Linked DNA regions of Zea mays: region 1 is linked to region 2. A link is a contact called in public Hi-C data. All regions are on one chromosome and are shown on one strand. Each heading gives the region's core, a stretch centred on a gene start, on an enhancer-like site or on the middle of the called end of the contact. The rest is flanking DNA. Distances are from core to core; before and after follow the strand shown. Region 1 holds the start of LOC100501893 (SPX domain-containing membrane protein). Region 2 holds the start of LOC103627544 (ethylene-responsive transcription factor ERF027).

The links. Hi-C and Micro-C count contacts between places; a contact is called where the count stands out from the background.
Region 1: a Hi-C map of leaf shows a contact between it and region 2, with 2.7 times the contacts expected there. The contact joins the promoter of LOC100501893 here to the promoter of LOC103627544 in region 2. A contact is called at or near these places in 16 of 25 Hi-C or Micro-C datasets (bundle sheath, ear, endosperm and 5 more).

Annotation. Positions count from the first base shown.
Region 1 is chr5:203,931,307-203,935,014 of Zm-B73-REFERENCE-NAM-5.0, reverse strand. LOC100501893 (SPX domain-containing membrane protein) reads right to left here and starts at 1,335. Exons shown (of 11, transcript NM_001196532.1): 1 at 994-1,335.
Region 2 is chr5:203,585,087-203,588,650 of Zm-B73-REFERENCE-NAM-5.0, reverse strand. It overlaps LOC103627544 (ethylene-responsive transcription factor ERF027), which reads right to left and starts at 1,589. Exons shown (of 1, transcript XM_008647830.2): 1 at 1-1,589. The coding sequence starts at 954. The coding sequence ends at 118.

The DNA.
Region 1 (3,708 bases), core at 86-2,585, 350 kb before region 2:
AGAGAACTGCCCATGTAGGGTTAATTTGGAAACTAAAATCCCCTAAGGATCCCTGCATTTTCCAAGGTGAGCAATCTCAGGGATATTGTTTACATAAGGGCTAGTTTGGGAACCACATTTTTTCAAGGGATTTCAATTTTTCTAGAGGAAATTAGTTCATTTTCCTTTGGGAAAATAGAAATCCCATAGAAAAATAGAGTTCTCAAACTACCCTAAGATATTTAGTTATTTGTGGAAAGTTTTGTCTCCCTAGATATATCTCCCCTTTGTTGTAAACCAGCCCGGAAATTAGTAAAGCCCTAGTGTGTCTGGATGGAAAGTGAAAGTGCAATGCATACTCTGTTTAAAAAAAAGGACCAAAAAAGGAAAGAAAAAAAACAATTATATTTGGACTTAACATGCAGTTGGTATTGCGAAAGTGAACTATCAGGTTAAACGATCATGAAAAGACCCGCACAGCAGAGGATTGTTACTCTGAAAAAATAGGGACACACTAGCGTGAAAGTTATTTTTTATGGAAAACGAGTGAATGAAAATCACCATGTTTTTTCCTTTAGAATATATACGCAATCTTAAGAAGAAAATAATTGCATCTGAAGATGTTTGCTTCATCAGTGTACATACAAACTGGTGCAGCCTCTGATCTCAACCGGGGTGTTATGATTCCGTAACAATTTAACAAAAATGACATGCATGAGTATAGAATGTATTCATTTGGAAATGATTGATGATGTGTTTTGTTACTTCTCTCTGTTCATTCAGACATTCACCATCACTCGTTTGTTGAGATAGTGAGAGAGCGAAAAAAAAGGTAGCATGTACTGTCACCACTAATGAAACAGAAAAAAAAACATAACTAAGTTCCAAGCGCAGCAGACAAAATGGCAAAAAAAAACGAAGTTGAGAGTTGAATGTCGAAATTCCGTACATGAGGAGGGGAAGCTAAAACTTATTTCGGGTTTAAACAGGGGAATAGCAGAACAGATGGCTTACCGTGGCCACGTTTTTTTCACGTACGAGCTAGGGCGTGCGGCTCGTCAACTCCTGCGATCCTGCTAGATGACCATCAACAAAACTCGATCGCGCACGCACAGGACCGGCAAACGGAGGCAATTTGTGTGCTTCAGCTGGGTACCGTCAAATCAAAGCAGAGAGAATGCAAGCCCTATGGAGACGGACGGGCATACGGCACCAAAGCCAGGAGCAGGGGCGGAGCGATCGATCCGGCGAGACGAACGGCACGGCGATGAGGGCTTCGGGAGCTCGTGCGCTACAATGGCGCGTGGGCGAATGTTTGGCGAATGCAATGGGCTTGTGTGTGTGTGTGTGTGTCAGTATGTGCTTGGCGTTGGAGATGGGAGGGAAGGAGGCGGCGGCAAGAGGTATTTATAGCGGCGACGCGGCAGGGAGAGAGAGAGAGAGAGAGAGAGAGGACGGAGGGGAGGAGGTGTGGACGGAGGGGGAGGGGGGCCTCGCCGGGGTTGTGGCGGAGACAGGCACTCTGCCCGCGGCCGTGTTCCTGCCGGGTCGCCGATGCGGACGTGGCGGATTCGATGGGACGACGCCTTTTGGCTGCGCCCCTGTGGCCAAAAATGCCTCGCCACCCCTGGCCTCTGCTCCTGACTCCTGTTTCTTTTTTCCTTTCCCCCATCTCCTTCCCGATTGATCGGTCGAGATGGTTGGATTTCGGCACGGGTTGGATTTCGACACAAAGAAACTTCCCTATAAAATATTTTTGAAAGCTTCCGCAAACAGCTTGCAAATTGCAATAGGTTCGTTGTAATCGATAGGAAAATTGAACCCACTATACTAATGACAAATAAATGAAATAGCAAAGTAGCATCAGAGATGGTTTATCTTTGGTCGCGATATTGTATTCCTTGAGCAGGGCACAACTTTGTGTTAATGCGAATAATACTAACGAAAAGTGTGATTTGCTTCATTCAAGAGAGCATCTTCAACAACGTGACCTATAAAAATGTCTTATAATTTAAAAATAAGTAAATTTTATAGAATTTAGGGCACCAACAAAACACCGCGCTCCAACAGTAAAGCCTCAAATCTAGATTATAGGGCAGCCCACTACGGTGTAGTATATTTGAGGCACTTGAGAGGGTGCTCTATAGTTTTTTGACAAAATTTGTTGAATTGAGGCACTGTTGGAATGGTTTTTCCTGTGTGGAGCCCTATATTTTGATTTAAGGCATTAGTTTGAGGCATTGTTGGAGATGCTCTGACATATCATCAAAGAGACGAAGGATGCGATTGCTTGTGAATTTTAATGGCCCTTTTCTCTGAATCGCTATAGTTCTTTTTAAATAAATGCAGACAGAAAGTTGTCGATTTTATTTAATAAAGAAAAGGATGACATAGACTAGGTAAACTAGCGCCCCTTCAAAAGGAGGTTGCGGAGAAGAATAGGACCACTACAATGGTTAAGACAACCCTACTAACAGCAAATCAATCGCAACACAACAATAGTTGCCGGCACGATGCCACGAGGTAAATAGGAACAGAGAGGGAGTACTTTCTAGTGCAACCTCGATGTAAAAGATTAGGACTTGATAAAATTAAATTTTCTATATTTTAGTTTCTTTTCAGATGCTGATAATTAAATATATTTTACTTCAAATTACAGTTTTAGTTTGCTGTAATTTTTATATACACGATCTATATTTTCTGTTTCAAACATAAAAAAACCGTTAAACGGAACCAAAAACTCAACAAGGCATGATTTGTGTTGGCAACTCGGCATAAAGACAATTATGCAATTTATAATTATTTTCTAGTAAGGACAAAAAAAATGATATGTTATAATATAAATACAAGTCACAAAAAATAGCATTTTATTTATACTAAGCCAGTGGTACAAGTCGCCTAAAATCATCTTGACTGAATTATACAGGACGAGTGGTAAAGTTTAAACACCTGAATTACTGAATTATATAGGACAGCGGTAAAGTTTAGATAGAGACTGTCACTCTGTCAGTTACTCAGGGAATAAACCCACGAATATTCAATATACCTACCCAAAGCTTCGTCGTCTTTGCCCGGAGGCAAGAGGCCAACCGCCTCTCTTTTTCTTTTTTTCTTTTCTCAAGTCCCCGTCACTAGCTAGTAGCTCCTCATCCTCATCTAGCTAAAAGCTGGAGACGATTTTTTTACAGAGAGAGAATCTCCGAAGATGCGGTGAACATGCTCCAGTACCTTTTTTTTAGAGTGAAATCTGTATAGTACTATAGTGCATTTGCTAGGGATTCCAACCGCCATATGTAACCCATTTCTATGATCTCGATCGGCCAAATGAAGTGCAAAGTGTGAACTTCGTTTATCTTCAATACAATCATAGTCTACGGAGTCCACTTTGTATTAATGTAAAGTTTCAGAACAAAGAACATCCTTTTCGCGCACATGTTAGTTGAATCGTTCATTACAAAAGTAGTGATGCTTTGATACTAAGGCCATAAGACCATGTTTGATCCTTCTGCCTAAATGTTTGCCAGTGGCTAATTAGTAGGTAAACAATTAGCTATGGTATATTTAGTCTTGGCTAATAGGTGTTTAAAATATAGTCTGTCAGCATCTATTAGTAATGTCAAATGTTTAGTGGGCAAACAATTTGCCAATTCTCTGGCCCACAACTTGCCAGTTCGTTTGAAACCCTAGGCGCTAAGCCGGCAGATTAAATTAGTTAATTTAGAGCATCTC
Region 2 (3,564 bases), core at 340-2,839:
AATCAACTTCTCTGGTTTGCTACCTGCCGGTGGTGTACTAGTAGTTCACTATGATGGTTTGTGTTATTACCACACTGCTGGTGCTGCCATGGCCTAGCTAGCTAGGTGTGCAACAATCTACGGGTCACGGTAGCTCCAGAGGCTCTCCCCGGCCTCGGACGGGTCGGGCGACTCGTCGGAGGTGTCGGGGCTGAGCCTCGGCGGGCTCATCATCATCCCCGCCGCCATGTTCCGCAGGAGCTGCGGCATCTCGAAGATGGCCTCTTCGTCCATGAACTCGTCAGTGCCGGCCTCCTGCTGCGGCGTGTAGCTCGCCGCCGCGTCGTGCTGTTGATGCCAGTCCTGTGCAGCAGCAGCAGCAGGAGAAGGAGGAGAAGCAGGAGGAGGAGGAGGATTGGCGGTACGACCCTGATGCGAGTACTCGAGCTGCGCGGCGGCCGCGGCCGCGGCCGCCGCGGCGCGTATGTCCTCGGGGGACGCGGACGCTGGGGCCGCGCGCGAGGCGATCGCGCCGGGGAAGTTGAGCACGGCGTCGGCGCCGCGGAGCGCGCGGGCCGCCACGTCGTAGGCGGCCGCGGCCATCTCCGCCATCGGGTACGTGCCGAGCCATATGCGCCGCGCCTTGCGGGGCTCCCGGATCTCCGACACCCACTTGCCGCTCCGGCACCGTATGCCTCGGTAGAATGCGTGCTTCCCGGACGACCGCGGCGACGGCTCCCCCGAGCTCGTCGCGGTCGTCGTCGCCATCGGCGGAGCCGTGATGGCAGCTGCCCGCGCCGACGACGTCCCGTCGCCCTGCTGCACCACCGGAGAAGGGGAATGAGGCGAGGCTGGGCCCGAAGCCGAAGCAGAAGCCGCCTGGTGGTGGCTGTGGCCGCCGGCTGCCGGCCCGGCCGGTTGCACCTGCACCGCCGGGGAAGGAGAATGGGGTGCCGGCGGCTGCTTCTCAGCCATGAACCGTTAGGGCACGCCCATCTGTTTGGGCACCTGCTGACATGTGCCAAATTCAGCTCCTGCAGCAGTGGAGTCAGTGCACCTACCTATCTATGGCGCGTGCACGCGCACAGGTATATCCCTCCCTCCCTCCCCAGCAGCTGTCAGCTAGCTATTCGAGTGTTGCGCGTTTGCAGCTCGTGCGGGGCAAGAGGTGTCATGGGATGGGCGAGGGGGTGCCGGGGGTATATAAGGGTTGGTAAAGAAGCGGGAAGGAAGCGTGCGGGCCGCCATGGTGAAAAGCGGCATGCTAACAAGCACAGCGGAGGCGGCCAGACGCGTATTCGAGCGGGGATGCATGTGTGTGTATTGGCTTGCGCTGAGCTGGTGCCTGAGAAGCAAAGCGCACGAGACACAAGCCCACCTAACTTAAGCTCTAGTAAACCGGATAAAACCGCTAAGCTTATAGTTGTAGCCGCGCTTAGCTCTGCTGCTCTCCGCCTCCCCCGACCCCTTCGTCTTATCTTCGTCACCGGGAGACAGCGAGATGCCGCCGTCGCTGTCATTAGCGGGCGGGGCGAGGCTGGGCTGAGGGCTGTCATTAAATTAGCCCTGCGCGGTCATGCGATTCGTGCTAATTCTTCCTCGCTTGCTTGTGTTGTGTGGGTGACGCGAGATACGCGTGCCGGACGTGGGGGGCAGGTTCTGTGGCTCACGGCCTGACGGGTGCTGCTGGACTGCAACTGCAAGGTTCCGGATGGCTGGCACTGGCAACCGGCCGGCCGGGCCCTGCTTTCTGTTCTGCCGTGGCCATCTGTACGCTTCCCCGAAGGCTGCTGTCGTGGTCGCACGAAGGACGCAGCTCTGGGTTAGCTTTGTGCATGCTCGATGCTAATTAGTGCGTTTCGGGATAGCGGCGTCCTGTTCATTTCAGACACAGGTTTTGACAAATATGTGCATCTGCTGCTGCCTGCTGCTTTCTCTGTTAGACCGGAACAACACACAAGCATGAACCTGCTGCTATGGTGGCATGGTTCTCGACTTGCCAACGGCGGAAAACATATAAGATCGAATACGCATAAAGCAACTAGGCCTTACCCAACTGAGCTTTCTAACGCTGTATATGGCAAGATATAGTTAGCGTTTAATAGGGTTATCCTCGAGAAGCCAAAGAAGCTATAAAGCTCAAGTCTCTCAAAAAGCTCTGTCAAGAGCACCTCGAAGAGTTAAAAAAAAACTACCAATCCTTTCGTTTTAACTAATAATATTTGTCTTTTTTTAATTTCTCTATGTAAAAGTTGAATTTAAAATTTATATTTTCTAAGGTGATTAAGGACATCATAACTTATGTTAAAAATTATATTAAGAATTTTTATGATTATTTAATATTTAGTTTTCTACCATTAAAGTTATTATAGAATATGTAACCTGTCAAAAGAATTATGAAAAATTATAATTTTTTTTTGTAGGCTAAGTTGTGGCCTGAGCTACTAACCAATAAAATTTGGACTAGAAAGTGGAAACTCAATTTATACATAGAGAAATAAAAAAAATAAAGTTTGTTAAGGGATAGATTGAACCAACTCAAACATGTGGAGCGATAAATTGAACTAAAAAAGTACTTTAGAGTGTTATATGAACATTCGTTCGTAGGTGTGGAGAGTAATTTGGACTTTTTTTCCTAACGTTAACGTTACACTATATGAACCAAAAGCCAATCAAGTATTCTAACATTAAGCTTTAAAAGATGTTTGGAATTGCATTATAACTTACCTTCTAGCGTCACCTCTTCCAAGGAAATGATGCGCAAAACATAACTGTTCCAAAGTTCTTCAATTGAACGAATTTGTTGCCGACCTGAAATAAAACAATTCGTATTTCAAGAGACGGGAGTCAAAATCTGGTCAACAATTAGTTCAAATTATAGTACGTACTGTGAAAGAGGTGGATGTCATCCAATCCGTTAGCTCGATCACCAGGTATCTTTGCGCCGACCTGCTGACGGGTTATACGGCATATCCGAGTACACGTACTGTACGACGTGATCTCCGCTCCGATAGTTCGACGATGGAGACTCGTACTGCTCATGTGGTGCGGTGGTGATAATCAATTACTACTTCCTTTGGTACCAAGAAAACGTACGCAAGTGGCCGGTCGTCAGTCAGCCATCCACCACCCCGATGCGGCGCATTCTGGTCGGTGCAGTTTGTCACGGCCCGCGGCTCCTGCCCCATGCCTGGATCGGCGACCTTTTTTCGGCTTGCTTGGTTCCGAGACTCCGGTTGAATCGGCGGGTGTCACGCGACCGACCGAGGCGAGCGTTCACCGGCCCTTTTCTCTTGTGATGATGACGATGACAAGTAAAATCTCCGGTCCAGCGCGGAATCCACGCGAACGTACGTACCAGCGTTGCACTAGGGGATCATGTCCGGACGCTCTAGCTTTGACCACGCGATCGAGCATAGTATCTACGGCGAACGCAGATCGACTGAGGATGATTCATGACACCACGTCAGCATATTATTATGGCCTTGGTTGATTTTGTCATATGAAATAATTTAGCAACTGATCGGGTCCGGGTTGACGTTCCGACGGAGGGGGTCCAATACGGCCTCAGAAAATTCAGCATGA